Linked DNA regions of Sus scrofa: region 2 is linked to region 1. The links are chromatin contacts, called in public HiChIP or PLAC-seq maps. All regions are on one chromosome and are shown on one strand. The core of a region is the stretch at or near the end of the contact, and the rest is flanking DNA. Distances in the headings are between cores, read along the strand shown. Region 1 holds the start of NRM (nurim (nuclear envelope membrane protein)). Region 2 holds the start of TNXB (tenascin-X).

The links. HiChIP or PLAC-seq counts read pairs in DNA pulled down with a chosen protein or histone mark.
Region 2: a contact with region 1 is called in an H3K27ac HiChIP or PLAC-seq map of skeletal muscle, with 4 times the contacts expected there. The contact joins the promoter of TNXB here to the promoter of NRM in region 1. A contact is called at or near these places in 1 of 5 promoter capture datasets (liver) and 1 of 2 datasets of contacts at active chromatin or transcription factors (skeletal muscle).

What each region holds. Positions count from the first base shown.
Region 1 is chr7:23,220,421-23,227,665 of Sscrofa11.1, forward strand. NRM (nurim (nuclear envelope membrane protein)) reads right to left here and starts at 5,076. Exons shown (of 4, transcript NM_001123151.1): 1 at 4,944-5,076; 2 at 3,898-4,094; 3 at 3,117-3,293; 4 at 2,520-2,801. The coding sequence starts at 5,076. The coding sequence ends at 2,520. It also overlaps a transcript of PPP1R18 not described here.
Region 2 is chr7:24,154,313-24,161,062 of Sscrofa11.1, forward strand. It overlaps TNXB (tenascin-X), which reads right to left and starts at 1,503. Exons shown (of 49, transcript NM_001123204.1): 1 at 1,342-1,503. It overlaps ATF6B (activating transcription factor 6 beta), which reads right to left. Exons shown (of 18, transcript NM_001123103.1): 18 at 6,741-6,750.

The DNA of each region.
Region 1 (7,245 bases), core at 3,826-6,325:
GGGAGAGGTGGGACTCGGAAGAGGACAGAGGAGCTGAGAGTGAGGAAGGACAGAGGGAAAGAGGGAGAAGAGGGAGGGCAGAAAAGGGGGAACACTGAGAACGCGAAGAAGGAACTAAGAGCCAGGTAGAGGGGGTGGGGGGAGGGAGTTGAGAGGAAGAGTGGAGATTCAGGGCAGAGGTAGGAGTCAGATTTGTCAGCACAGGTTAATGGGCATCAGACAGTCCCGAGGATGTGAGAAGACTGAAAAACGAAAGAAGTTGGCGCGAGGGAGGAAGAGAAAAGAGAGGCTGGGGGTGACGGGAACAGGATCCAGGCAAGGTTGCCTCACCGCTACCCAGGAGCGCTGAGAGCTGGAGGAGAGGTCAGGGAATCCCGCCGGAGAGGGGGCAGTGGGATCTGCACGGGTGTCGGGAAGGTGGGAGGGCGGAGAGTGGACGAGTCCTGGGGAGAAGGGGAAATCGGGGCAGAGGGGTGAGGGAGCTCCGCGGCTGCAGCCCGGCGAGTCTCAGCACGGGCCCCGGAGGTCCGGGCTCCCCTTCCAGCTCCGCTCGGGCCACGCCTCTCCGGCCCCCCAGCCCCCACCCCCCGCCCCGCACTCCGCCCCGAGGCGGGTCAGGGGAAATACCCTCCCCCGGGGACTTTCGGAACCCGGGCGTCAGACCTGCCAGCACATTCCCAGAACCCTGGCGTCCACCCCCACCCGGTCCCCGTACCACCGCCTGCCTCCTGCACCGGCGGTGCCCCGGGACCCAGGCATGCGAAGGACCAGCTCCACGCCTCCGGAGCCTGCCAGTCCCGTGCCCGGTATCGGCTCTCACGGAACCCCGACATAGCCGGCCATCCCCAGCCGGCTCTGGCCGCACAGACAGGCAATCTCGGCACAAAGAGGAGACAGCCCAAGGTCCGGGCCGGGGACGGGAGAAGGGACGGGAGAGAGGAGACACCCTCCCCAAGTCTGAAGCCCCTCCGTCAACTCACTCGCCGCGGGGCTCCCGGGGGCGGGGGTGCGGAGGAGCCTGGTGTCCGGAGAGAGGAGGAGAGAGGAAGAGGAGGAGAGAGGGATCGAGGGAGATCCGGAGACAGGCGGGAGGGGAGGAGGGAGGGGGAGGAGGAGGGAAAGAGGGAGCGGAGGAGGAGGAACGGAGACAGAGACCTGGGGGCCGGGCGGGGGGCGGCGACCGCTTTGTCTGAGGACAATGGGGAAGAGCGAAGGGGGCGCGGGGCGGAGCCGGACTAGGGGGCGGAGCCTCGCCCTCTTCGACCCCGCGTGGGATTGGGCTCCCGGACACCTCTTTTCCCGCCGCAAGCCCTGGCCTTTACGCTGTCTGTCCCCAGGGCCTCTCACCCGGCTCCCGCCCGGTAACCCGGGATAACCCAGGTGTCCAGACCCCCCGCCCCCAGCTCGCCGACCCAGGGCGGCGGCCCGTGACTCAGGCCCCTCGAGGGACTTGGGGAGGAAGCAGCAGCTGCTCTGAGCGGGGCCCGCCCTTCCCATCTCCTGCCGCTCCTCCCCACGCTTTTGCTTTCCCCGGCCAGCCTTTGTTAGTGTGGGGGCCGGGGCGGCCGCAGGGCTACGGGGGGCCCGTGGTGGTGGCGGTGGTGGGGCATCGGCAGGAGCTGTGCTCGGAAGCCAAAGGTTTCGGAAGCTCGCTTTCTTACCCGAGCCGCTGTCCCCACTCTTCAGCTTCAACCTGTCTCCTGCCGGGGCCCCCAAATCTGCAGCGAGGAAATTGGGGGATTTGAAGGAGGGGTGGGTCCTTTGGGAGTGGCCGCCGCCCAGCGGTCGCCAGAGGGCGCGGCGGATGCCTTGACTCGGGCTTGGCTCGCCTGTCCTTCCCAGAATCAGCCCTGCAGCTTGAGAGGCACTGGACAGACTGCATGCTACATGTAGAAAAACCAGGCTGGATTTTATTTTCTTGTAGCGCGAGTTCCTCGGGAGAGCAGGGAGCACTTAGTCACCTGAATTAAGAGCGGGAGAATCTGCCCAACTAAGTTCGAGGATAGAGCCCAAGGGCAAGGGCCTATGGAGCTGGAGAGGCCAGGCGGTGGGGCTGGCCTGCAGCTGCAAGGCCTGGAGCCTGGGGTGGGGGGGTGGGGGGCAGCCTCTATTGTCAAACTTGCAGACCTTGGTCCAGCTTCTAGGAGGTGGAGCAAGATGTGGGAAGAGAATCCCTGAGGCGCAGAGGCGAGTAACAGGGCCAGGGGATTGGTCAGGCCAGGCCCTTCTCCTTGTAAGGAGGTTGTAAACGGAGGGTCAAGCCCTAAACTATGAGGAGAAAGATAAAGTTTCCCACTCCCTCTTCCTGGCTGGTGAGAAGTGGACCTTGGCGTCCAGTAGCTGAAACTCAATTTAGGGTCTAGAGCTGGACCCAAGAAGGAGAGGCTTAAGCAGGGGAAGGGACAGGTCCTTCAGTCCTTGGATTTGGGTCTCTGGTCTGAAGCAGACAGGTCCTGGATGAGAAGGGGTTTGGAATTGGAGGGAGAGGAAGTGTAGGGCTTGGAACCAGGGTTAGCTTCTCACTCAGCCTCCCCATCCTGGGGCCGGGAGAGCAGGTGGAGTTTTCTTTGCAGCTGGGCCCGGAGGTAGCGGAGGTCTTGCTGGTCAAGTCCGTGAGCCAGGCCCAGGTAGAGGGTAAGGAGGAGAGCAAGAAGGAGGCGGTCAGTGCCCAGAGTGGGCACCACCCAGAGCACTGTCAGCAGCTCCACGCACACGGGGTGGCGCAGGTGAGAGAAGAGTCTCAGAGCTCGGGGAGACTTCAGGGCCAGGGGCTCACCCAGCCCCAGCACGTGGTAGTACACCTGGGAGAGGGAGAACGGCTTAGAAGTGGACTCAAGCCCTTGTCACAACTTGGCTGCCTCTTTCCTCCCCTTCCAGGCACCCTCCTTCTATAACTCAGGTTCAATCCAAGAACCACCCCTCTGAGACTTGGGCCCCTGAATTTTCCCCAGGTCCAGAAGAGCCATGGTTTCTGGCCTTTGGGGGGAGACTATCTTACAAGAAAGGGAGGCGAGGGAGTCAAAAGCAAGAGGAAGGAGGAGGAGGGACATCCTTGGAAGGGAAAGAGGTGTTCTGGAAAGAATCAGAGGTCTCAGGGAGGGATCTGGGAGCCTCACCTGTTTGAGGCCCATGAGTTCTGCGTAGTCAAAGACGAGAAGGATGCTGAAGATGAGGAGCCAGGAAATGACGTGGAGCACAAAGCAGAGGAGGGGCACCCAGGTGGCCCATGGCTCGGCCTGAGCCTCCCACAATACCGGGCCCCTGGGTACAGGCTCCCAGTACCGCATCACCAGCTGAAGAAGGATGAGGGGGTGGGTATCCGAGCAGCCCACTCCTGAAAGACCTAGACCCAGAGGCTGCCCCCACCCCAGGCTGACCTCCTGCTTTCCCACCTCCACTGTGAAAATTTTCGCCAAGGGGAGGGGGCTGGGTGGGATCCCAAGGATGTAAGGATGACTCCTCTCTACTCTGAGGAGTTACAGAATGGATGTGAGTAACCAGATAGGGTCACAAAGTAGCCTATGCCAAGCACCCACTGGGAAGACAGATGAGTAGCAACTGGGAAGCCTTCTTTGAAACCTAGGGAGGTGGTTGTGAAGAAAGGATGGGACTGAAGAGGAGCGAACAAGGGTATCTCAAGCAGGACAACAGGAACAAAGTTGCAAGGGTGAGAATGCACATATCGTGCTCGGGGAATGACAAGCAGTACATCCTTCTTGATAAAAAGTAGGATTTGTGCTGTGGAGGAATGGAAGCTGAGGTTACAGTCCTGAACACCTTCAGTTCTCCTCCTCAATCCACATTTTATCAGAAAACCTAAGGCCCTTGCCTTGCCAATGGACAGCATCTTTCCCACAGACTGTTTCCCTTGGGGACTTAGTTGCCAGGGCTCCATACCTGCAAGGCCAGGGCAGTGCATGCCACGTACAGTGACCTCTGAAGGACCCCAAAGTACCGGGACATCCATGCTTTCACTGTCTCAGTTGCCATGAGGCTGTGCTGCCCCACAAATAGTAGCAGGAGCCCCAGATCCCAAGCCAGAGGGACCAAGATGCTTTGGTCCTGCAGGGCAGCCAGCCAGCCCTGGCGAGCATCTAGCGGGAGTTGGAAAAACGGACACAAATCAAGAAGATGGTGGGCAACACTCCTGACCCTTATTTCATCTTAGGACCACATCCCTTAATGTTTTCAAGAGCCTAATGCTTCCTCTCTAGGCTTTGCCCACCTCACTTTTCTTTTTTGTTTTGTTTTCTTTTTAGGGCCATACCTGTGGCATACGGAAGTTCCTGGGCTAGGGGTAGCCTTGGAGCTGCACTGCAGACCTACACCATAGCCACGGCAACATCAGATCTGAGCTAGATCTGTAACCCACGCTGCAGCTTACACCACCAGAGCCTTCACCCACTGACTAAGGGATCCAACCCGCACCCTCACGGATACTATGTCAGGTTCCTAATCCACTGAGCCACAAGAGGAACTCCCCACCTCATTTTTCTTCCCTCTTGTTTCCTGTTTTTCTTCCCTGTTTCTTCCCTCTTCCCCAGACCTCCTTCAGAGGAAAAGGATTCGTGTTGGATAGTCATGAAACGCATGGCTGCAGAGGCCACCCACTGTTGGACTGCCCTTCTTGTTTCAGTTCTCCTAATACTCCCTCTTTATAACACTCTTCTCCTTAGTCCTCTTTACGAAGCACTTTCATTGGAATACTCTCTTCATCGCCCTTTCCCTCCCCCTCAGCCTCACTCTCCCGCCTCTCCAAACCGCTAATCCCTGGGTTCCCAATTTAGCCCTTTGGTCTCCACTGCAGCTCCTCGGCGGCTTTCACGGTTCCAGTTCCCTCTCCTGGACTTCCCCTGTCATTTGTCTCCAAACCCCGCCCCCGCTCCCTCGGCTCCGGCTCCACCCCCCTACCCCAGAGCTCGTCCTCGGCCCCTCCCGCTCACCCGGACCACCAGACTCCGGGATCCCTCCAAGAAGTGGCCGAAGGGAGGTAAAGCGCACGAACTCCACTCCGGTGCCAAAGGCCAGGATGAAAGATGCGAGGGCAGCAGGGACGAGGAGCAGTGCAGGGGCCATGGCGAGAAACAGAGGTGGGGAAAGGGGCGGGTTTGGGATTCCCGCGGCTGCAGGCCCCGCCCCGGACCCGCCTCCCGCCGGGGACCTCGCCCAGGAGGGCGGGGCTCCTGCGCGCGGGCGTCCGGGCTTCCGGCAGGCGCGCGCGCGGTTCTCCACCACCAGGCTGCAGGATGGATCCCCGGGAGCCTGCGATCTCCGCGTCACAGAAGGGAATGTTAGAATCCCAAGTGAGAGGTGAAAAGGGCAAGGGCTGTGCAGTCACTCACGTGGCTTGATTCCACAGCTCGGCTAGTTTTCGCATCTAAAATGAAGTCAATTCCTCTTTTGAAGGATTCTTGCAGAAACAGAGCATTATGAACCCCCTTTCCTTCAATAGCTTTGATAGAAAATAGCCAGAGTGAGAGGTCACAAAGCCTCAGTTAACACTTTAATAATGAAAGGTGAGAGAACAGAAGACTGTTGACCCAGGCTGAGAACCCACAGCTCTGAATCACCTATTATATCTTGCTGGATGAAAGAGTTACTATTTTACCACAAATTAATGCTTATTCTATAACTTACTGTTGAGTTGTTCCTCTCTGTTTGCTAAAGGCAGAGAAGTTGTCTGTACCACTGAAAGATTTGTTCTAATAATGCCAAAGGCTATTGCTTTGTAACTATGAGAGTAACAATGTTAAAGTATTTGATAGAAAATTTTATTACAGTTGTAAACCTTGTAGGTTAATTTCATCCAAGCTGTGATAATTAACTACCTATGACTTTAGCCTTCAACCTCATTAATTTGACTCCACAAGTCAGAAACCTCAAAGATATTTTGTTAAGTTTTTCCTATACTCCTGTTTGTAATTCCTACAGACTACCATTTACATCGAAAAATCAAACTCCAGGAGTTCCCGTCATGGCTCAGTGGTTAACAAATACGACTAGGAACCATGGGGTTGCAGGTTCGATCCCTGGCCTTGCTCAGTGGGTTAAGAATCCGGCGTTGCCGTGAGCTGTGGTGTAGGTCAAAGACATGGCTCGGATCCCATGTTGCCGTGGCTTTGGTGTAGGCCGGCAACTACAGCTCTGATTAGACCCCTAGCCTGGGAACTTCCATATGCCGTGGGAGCAGCCTTAGAAAAGACAAAAAATAAAATAAAATAAAAAATAAAAATCAAACTCCAGGGAGTTCCCATGGTGGCTCAGTGGGTTATGAACCCGACTAGTATCAATGAGGATGTGGGTTTGACCCCTGGCCTTGCTCAGTGAGTTAAGGATCTGGCGTTGCTGCGAGCTCTGGTGTAGGCCAGCAGCTGTAGCTCCGATTAGACCCCTAGCCTGGGAACCTCCATATGCCATGGGTGTGGCCCTAAAAAGACAAAAAAAAAAAAAAAAAAGCTGCTAGTCCTGTGGGCTCAGGGATGATGAAATTGCTGGAGAGCATCCCACAGACTAACTTCATTCTCCTCCCTCCCACTCTCCTCTGAATCAACGCTACTGTATACTGTACCAGATACCCTGTTTTCCCTTCTGATTCACTCTCTCCATCCTGCTGCCTCAGGAAGTTGTCCTGAATTGACTACATCAATGAAAATCAAAGCATTTGAGGGAAACCTCTCTGTGTAACTGTTCCCTCCTCTCCAATTTTTTGGGTTTAAAGGTGGTCACAACAGAGCTGTGGATACTGGGGTATTTCATTATTCTTTGTGATTTCTCTTTAATTTTCACTTCATTAAATAAACTCTCCAAATTATCCTAATTTGTGCCATCGTTTCCTGTTACGATCCTGAAACTTTTATACACAATGTACAAGCCGTAGGATTCATGGGAAGCATTAGAAAAGATCTTTATTCTCTAGAAATTTAAATGCGAGCAGTCCCATTAGACAGCAGGTGCTGTAAGGCACCCAGTGGACCTCAAGGACAGTTTTGCACAGTACAAGGCTTTGAGCAAATACAAGGGGACTAATATTTGTTTGGGTCCTACAGCGTGGCACACCCACAATGGCTGTACTTAATAAATATTGTGAGATTAGGAACTGGGACTTCCCTGGTGGCACAGCAGGTTAAGGATCTGGCGTGGCTGCTGTGGCTCCGGTTGCCCCAGAACTTCCAAGTGCCATGGGCGTGATGGAGGAGCCAGCACAGTGTTTGACAAAGCTCACGCTATTTCTACTACAATGAAAAT
Region 2 (6,750 bases), core at 253-2,752, 930 kb after region 1:
TAGGTCCCAAGAGGTGGGGGAAGGGGCTGGCTTCCACGAGGGATGTCCCAAAGGTGGGAGGGTTGGGGGCCCACCCCCATGCTCCCCTCTGCCCCTTATGCTACAGGAGAAGTGAAGGTAAAAGAGTTCCAGGACCGTGAGATGAAGGACGGAGGTGACAATGGGTTCCAGATATTGGGGTGTAACCAGGTGACAAGGAGGCACCGGGAGCGAGGGAGTTGGAGAATTGAGATGCCCTGTATTCTGGGAAGCTAATGGACCCGAGAGAGATAAGGAAATTAAAAGGAAGAATTTCCAGACCCCCGGGGAAGGAGTCCGGAGGCAGGGGCAGTGAGGGACAGGAAGGCAGGTTCTGGTCCTGCACGGAGTGACCAGGACTGAGGGGGAAAGGAATTTTGAGGAACCGAGGTGCGGGGTCCCTGGGGATTTGGACGCCGGGTCAGGGAAAGAAGGGAGGGGGCTGAGGCTCTGGGAAGTGGGTGGGGATTGGAAGCGGACGGCCAGCAGCTGTGATGTTTCCGTGTTTCCGAGTTGCTTCCCAGTAGTTCCTCTCAGTTCCACTTCCAGTTGTTTCCAAGCCATTAAATTCTTTCCAGGCGAGATAAGGGTCCCGCCCGTCCCACCCAGGGTGTGTCACGTGGAGGGGGGAGGTTTAGACGGACAGGAGCAGGGAGAGCCTGGAAGGGGGACGAGCAAAGACGGAGCCCCTGTGCCCCTGGAGGCACCTCTCAGTCATCTCGGCCTCGCTGAACCGTGAGTCATGGGTGCGAAGCTTTCTGCCAAGAACAAGTTTTAGGATTCTCTCTACAGGCTCTGTGCCCTTCCCAGACCTGGGAGTCCTGATCCTGCTCTGCTTCAGCATTCCTAAGGGCTCAAGACCCCCAGACCCTCCTCCAGCCTAGAAGCGCATGTGCTGCCACCAGAGAGTCCCCATCTGGACGCGCAAAGAAGCTGGAGTTCTGGCTCAGCCGCTCCAGCCGGAGAACTTGGGGTTCCACCAGCATTTTCCTCCTGAGGTTCAGCTGGCCCCTGGTTTCTCCCAACCCTGGCACCTCCAGAGCCCAGAGTCCCACCTTACCTTACCGACCACCACCTCCACCTTGGTGCCAGCACAGGGTCCTGTCCAAACCCCAGCATCCACTCCTCCACTCCAAGCACCCATCCTCCCAGACGCACCGTCCACAGGGACTCCAGTCCCCAGTGCGTGGTCCTATTCCCTCTGCCCCAACGCAAAAGTCCTTGCTCTGGGAGGCTCTCCTGCCAACCTTCACCTGGGATGTGGGGCTAGAAGTCCCCACATCTCCCTGCCTTTCCCTCCATCTCCCGAGAGCAGTTCCTTACCTGGGTAACCAGCGGCCACAATGCCTCTGCACCTGCTCTGCCCCCGACCTTGGGAAGGGGGCGCTCAGGGCAGGGTGGGTGGGCTTCCCTTGGCAGCCCTGGATGTCCCCTTGCTTGTTCCCTGCAGCAGGGGCTCACTAAGCTGCGACCTGACCGTCGATCTGGGCAGCGACAGGGAGGAGGAGGGAGCCTGTAGCGAGCAGGGGGAGGAGAAGGGGAGGACCAGCATGAGGTCAGGGAGGGGAGCGGAGATAGGGCAGGCCCTCCCAGCCGTCATCACATGCCACCCCTTCTCTCCTCCCTGTCTGGGATCACCGAGTCCCACGACACCCTCATCTCGCCCCCTCCAGCCCTAGTCTGACCTCCCACGACCTCTCCTTATACCATTTTATTCTTCCTCCTCACCCTATTTTTTTGCTCAACTTGATACCCCCCCATCCCTCATGCCATTTCTTTCTCACCCCCACCATTTCCCTACCTGTTACGCCTGCTCTCCGACCCGTTTTCTCCTCTCCACCAACACCCTTCCCCACGGCCAGCCCCCCTCCCGCATCCCCCTCCCAGTTGCCACATTGCTCCAGCTTGGATCTTTGCTGTCTGTCTGCTGCCCAGCACCCACTCCTTCATCTCCACACCTTGTCTCCGGGCAGGGCAGGGGTAAGGGGTGGCAGGAGGAAAGCCCCCTCCCAAGCCTAAATCCCTCTCCAACATGGGCCCCTTTCCAGGACTCCTTGTCCCCTCACCTGTGCCCCTGCCGGCCCCACTGCTTCCACCTGTCCTGTCTCTTCTATCCTCTCGGCCCGCCCCGTTCCCGTGCCGTCTCTCGCTGGCTGTACTGTTCAGTCCACCTTTGGTTCTCAGCTCAGGATCAATGCCCCCTTTTCATTCTCCCACCTCAGCAAATTCCTAGAGAAATGGCAGCTGAGGTTTGTGCACTGCTGGACAAAGGCTTGGCTGAACACTTGGGAAAGAATTTGGGGTTCAGGGGAGGTGGAAGGGAAGCCTCAAAGTTAGGAGGAAGGTTAGGGATGGAGGCAGGGGCAGCTACGGGGTGGGGGCACGCAGGGGGGTGACCTTGTGGACCGTGGAAGGGTGGTGCAGGGGGGTGGGAGCAGAGAGTTAGAGAAGGTCGCTCTGATCTCAGGAGAGACAGGAAGACTGACACCTGAGGACAGGGTGGCAGACACACTGCCATCAGGCTGCTGGGCTCTATCTCTGGCCTCATTGCCCCGTGTGCTCTGCTACCCTGATGAGGGGCTGAAAAGGAGACTTTTGCCAGACGAGAAAAACCTTACCCCTGGGCAGGGGCAGCAAGACACCCCCCGACACACACCCACAAGTTTCACGCCAAGGATAAAGTTCTTGCCACCCAGGCACAATCCTCACCACTGAGGTGTAGACTGGCCAGGTCACAGGTCATGAGTGAATGGGACGTTCAGGAGCCAGCATGTGCCTGATTCTGTCGCTTGGGTTGGGGCACAGGTGTCTGCACCAGGGTCAGATCCCAGTCATGGGTGTGGGGTGTCCCTGGGCCAGGGCAGGTCAGTACTGCATGTGGCTGCGCCATACGCCCCATGACCTCCCGGTGGCCGAGGACAAAGGCTCGCATGGGCTCTCGCGTGGGTGTCCCCGTGTGTGTCCGTGTGTCTGTGAGTATGGCTGTTTTTTTCCTGGCTTTAATGTGGAGGATGAAGTCAGCATCTTGGATGGAGCTGGGCTCGACTTCCTTCCTCTGCTTTGGCGCGAAGCCCCCAGAGCCTGGAATAGGTAACAGCTTCCCTCAGATCTCCAGGCAGGGGTTGGGGGAAGGTCGATGAAAGGGCGGAGGGTCCGAAACAGCATTACACGGAGAGAGCAGACTGCATAGAGAACGGATTTTCTCTGATAGGCCCTGGAGGGAAAGAAGCAAGAGCTGGAAGGATGGCCCTGGGTGTTGTGAAGGCCACTTCTGGGGAGAGCCGGGATGCCCGAGCCAGAGGAGGGAATGCTGGATTCCAGATATTTACAAGCTTACAAGGCGTTTGAAGAAGCCACTGGAGGCTTGACAGACATAATTCCAAGTTCTGAGATAATTCTTATCTAAAATTTGATTTTCACCCTGGCTTTCGGGCTCTTGGAGGAGCTCATGTCCTGCATATGTCTGCATTTTATCAGAAAAGCACCAAGCCTTGCATTGAGCAGATGCCTTGTAAATGCCTGTCAATACAAGGATTGGGAGAGAAGGATGAGGCCAGGGTGTCTGGCAGGGAGCCCCAGCGTGAAGGCAGGGAAGGCCCATGCTCGAAGCTGGGTTGCCTTCCCCGGAGTGTCCTGGGTGATGGGCAGAAAGGCTGGGGTCCCGTGCTCTGGTGGTTTTCTGAATCCTCAGCCCTGGTGTCTGCGGTTCTGCACCCCCACCCTTGAATAAGCCTCCAAGTTCCTGTCCTAACCTTAGGAGGATAAGGCATAAAAGGTACAGCAAAGAAGGAAAGGGGAAGCCGGGGAAGCTGAGGAAGCCGGAGAAGAGTAAGGGCAATTAAGGGCAAGGGCCTGAAGGATAGAGAGAGGGAGCGAAGTGAGGCCAGGGGCTTCGATCCAAAGAAGCAGTCCCAGAGAGAAGATAGAAAACAGTTGTACTGGGCTTCCGTTTACAAAGCGCTTTCCTACACTGCAGTGTCTTGTTAATCCCACTTTGTGCCAAGGAAACGAAGGCTCGTTGATGTGAAGGGCCTTGTCCCAGAGACTTTGCTAGCGGGGGTGAAGGTGGGTCTCGGCCCCGGTTTTCTGACTCCAAAGCCTGTATTCCTTCCCCTCCCCCAAGAACAGCCCTGGAAAGATTGGAGACAGGGCAGAAACACAGGAAGGGGCTCCTGGAAGGGCCTGTTTGAGAAGGATGGATGGGTGAGCTGGACTTCTGAAACATCTTCCCGCATCCAGTTATTATGTAGACAGAACTGGAAGAAATTGTCAAGTATAAGGGGAGTCAACACGCCATCACTGCGATTGGGGGGCAGGAGCTGGGGAGGATGGGGAACACGGGGGAGAGAGAAGCCTGGGCCTGAGGCGAAAGATGGGGGAGAGCTGAGAGGCTGGGGCTGAAGCGGGGGCAAGAGAGCCACAGATGGATGGGTGCTGACCCTTAAAACTTCCTTTGCCTGGAGACATGGGTGTGGGGAAAAGGGAGGAGGGAGGACATTTCTATCTCGTGACAAAAGAAAGTCACACAATTATTTTGTTCTCTGCTCTGGGGCGGGTGGGCGCCCGTATTTACCAGAGGGACCGAGGTCGCTGTGGCAACCACACATCTGGGCCCCGGAATCCAGATGTGCTGCATCCAGAAGCCATAGCAGAACGATGAGGCAAACGTGTTGGGCTCTCCAGTCCTGGCCCCGCAGCTGGGGAGAGCACAGAGGAGCGGGGAGGTGAGGGCAGAAGGGGGCCGGGGGGAGGAGGAGGGGGCCGAGGTGGGGGGGGAGAGGAAGTCATGGAAGGGAACGAGGAATGTGGACAGAAGAGCGGCCAGGGCAATGGAGAGGGGGAGGCATGACAGGGACGAGGCGAAGGCTCGGAGGCTGGTGGAGGTGAGAGAAGACCCAGAAAAAAAAAGAGAGCAGAGAGCGAGGCATCGGGGGAGGAAGGGAAAGTCAGAAACAGCGGGAAACAAAGGAGAACAGAGAATCAAGGGTCCACAAGAGATGGTGACAACCCGAGGTGGGTGGAGTGCAAGGAGAGGCAAAAAAGAAGTTCAAAGGCAAGAAGAAGAGAGAGTCAGGGACGATAAGGGGAACAAAAGGCCGATGCTAAGGAAAGAAAGCAGCAGAACAGAAAGATAAAGAGGGCCTGAGCCAGGAAGGGGCCACCAGGCGGTGCAGGAGGGCCAGAGACCAGTGTGCCTACCACAGGGCTGTGGCTAGAGAGCCACATGGTCCTGGAGGGCAGCAGTCCAGACCGACCAGCCTTTGCCTTCTGTGGACACGCCCTTCCCCACACCTGCCCTGACCCTTCCCACCGCCCGCTCCCTCGGCCAAGAGGCTGGGCCCCAGATCACACCACAGTGCCAGCTGCCCCTGGCACACTCCACCCCAGAGGCCCCCAGTCTGAGACACGAGCACTTCACTTTCCGGAAAAGAAGCGATGGGACAATGAAAGAGTGATGGGCTCAGGTGGGATAAAAGCGGAGTAGAGGACAGGACGACGTAAACGCAGAGAAAGGAGCAGGGGATGAGCACGTGTCTCCACGGTGGACCCCCCCTCCGCCCCCGCCCTGTGAACACCACCTTTCACCTCCCATCAGGAGAGAGGGAGCGGTACCCCCACTTTACAGATGAGGAATCTAAGGCTCACTGTGTGTAAGTTACCCACCAAGGACACCCACTAACAGAAGGCGGAGCAGGGATGCCAACCCACGTGCCCTGCCTCCAAAATCCTTGTTCTCCTGCACTGGCTGCCTGGATAAGGTTGGATGAGGCTCGAGGGACCCTGGGACAGGAAGTGCTGGCGGGGGAGCCAGGGCTGCCCTCTGGAGGGAGGAGAGGCCTAGTTCCTGGGGGCCCTAGTTCCAGGTTGCCATAGTTACTTGGTCTGTTTTCATCCCAAACACAGTAACAGGGAGGGGGGGGAGCCTGGCTGGACACGTGAGGTTCTTCCCCCCTCCTTCAGGCCTGGGCTCATGGCCCAGGCGGCCCCTGTCCAGTCATCTGGGCGTGGAGCCCAGGCCTGGCCCGCACCCTCCCGCTGACCCAGGACACCCCTGCAGGGCCAGGCCAAGGTGATGCTGGACAGGAGCCGCTGACGGGGATCCCCACAGGTTGAGTAAGACCTGGCCCCTCACCCTCTGTCCTGTTCCTCTCCCTCCTCATTTAGAAAGCACAGCCTTTTCTGACAGTCCCACGCTTGTCCTTTTTTTTTCAGCTGGACTCTCGAGCCTCCATCCCCTCCAGTTTAGGGCTAAGAGGTTCCCCAGTGTCCCATTCCCCTCCACACACTGCCCCCTTCTCCACTGTGGTGCCTCCTTTCTGGGCTCACAGCCCCTGGGCCCAGCTCTGTTGTTTGTTCAAGCTGCTCGGTCCTGGAAAGCAAAGGGGGAAAACCTGCTAGAACGCAAGGGACCCAGGGAGGCTGCTCACCCTGCAGGGGTGGGGCCCCCTGTCCTTCCTGTTTACCCAGACACATTCCAGGATCCTCGTCCTCTAGGCTGCCACGCCGTGGGACACTCCTCCCTGCTCCCCCGCTGGACGCCAGACACCCCTGTGTGGCCCGGGTGGGGATAAGAGATGACACGAGGCCTGCGATCGTGTGCCCACCCTGCCCCAGAGCCAGCCATGTCTCCAGCGCTTGGTTCTCTGAGGCACTGGCCCTACGGAAGCCCCTTTGCCCCACACTCCCCGTCATGTACCAGGAAGGCAGCCACCATTCATTCCTTCGACTCCC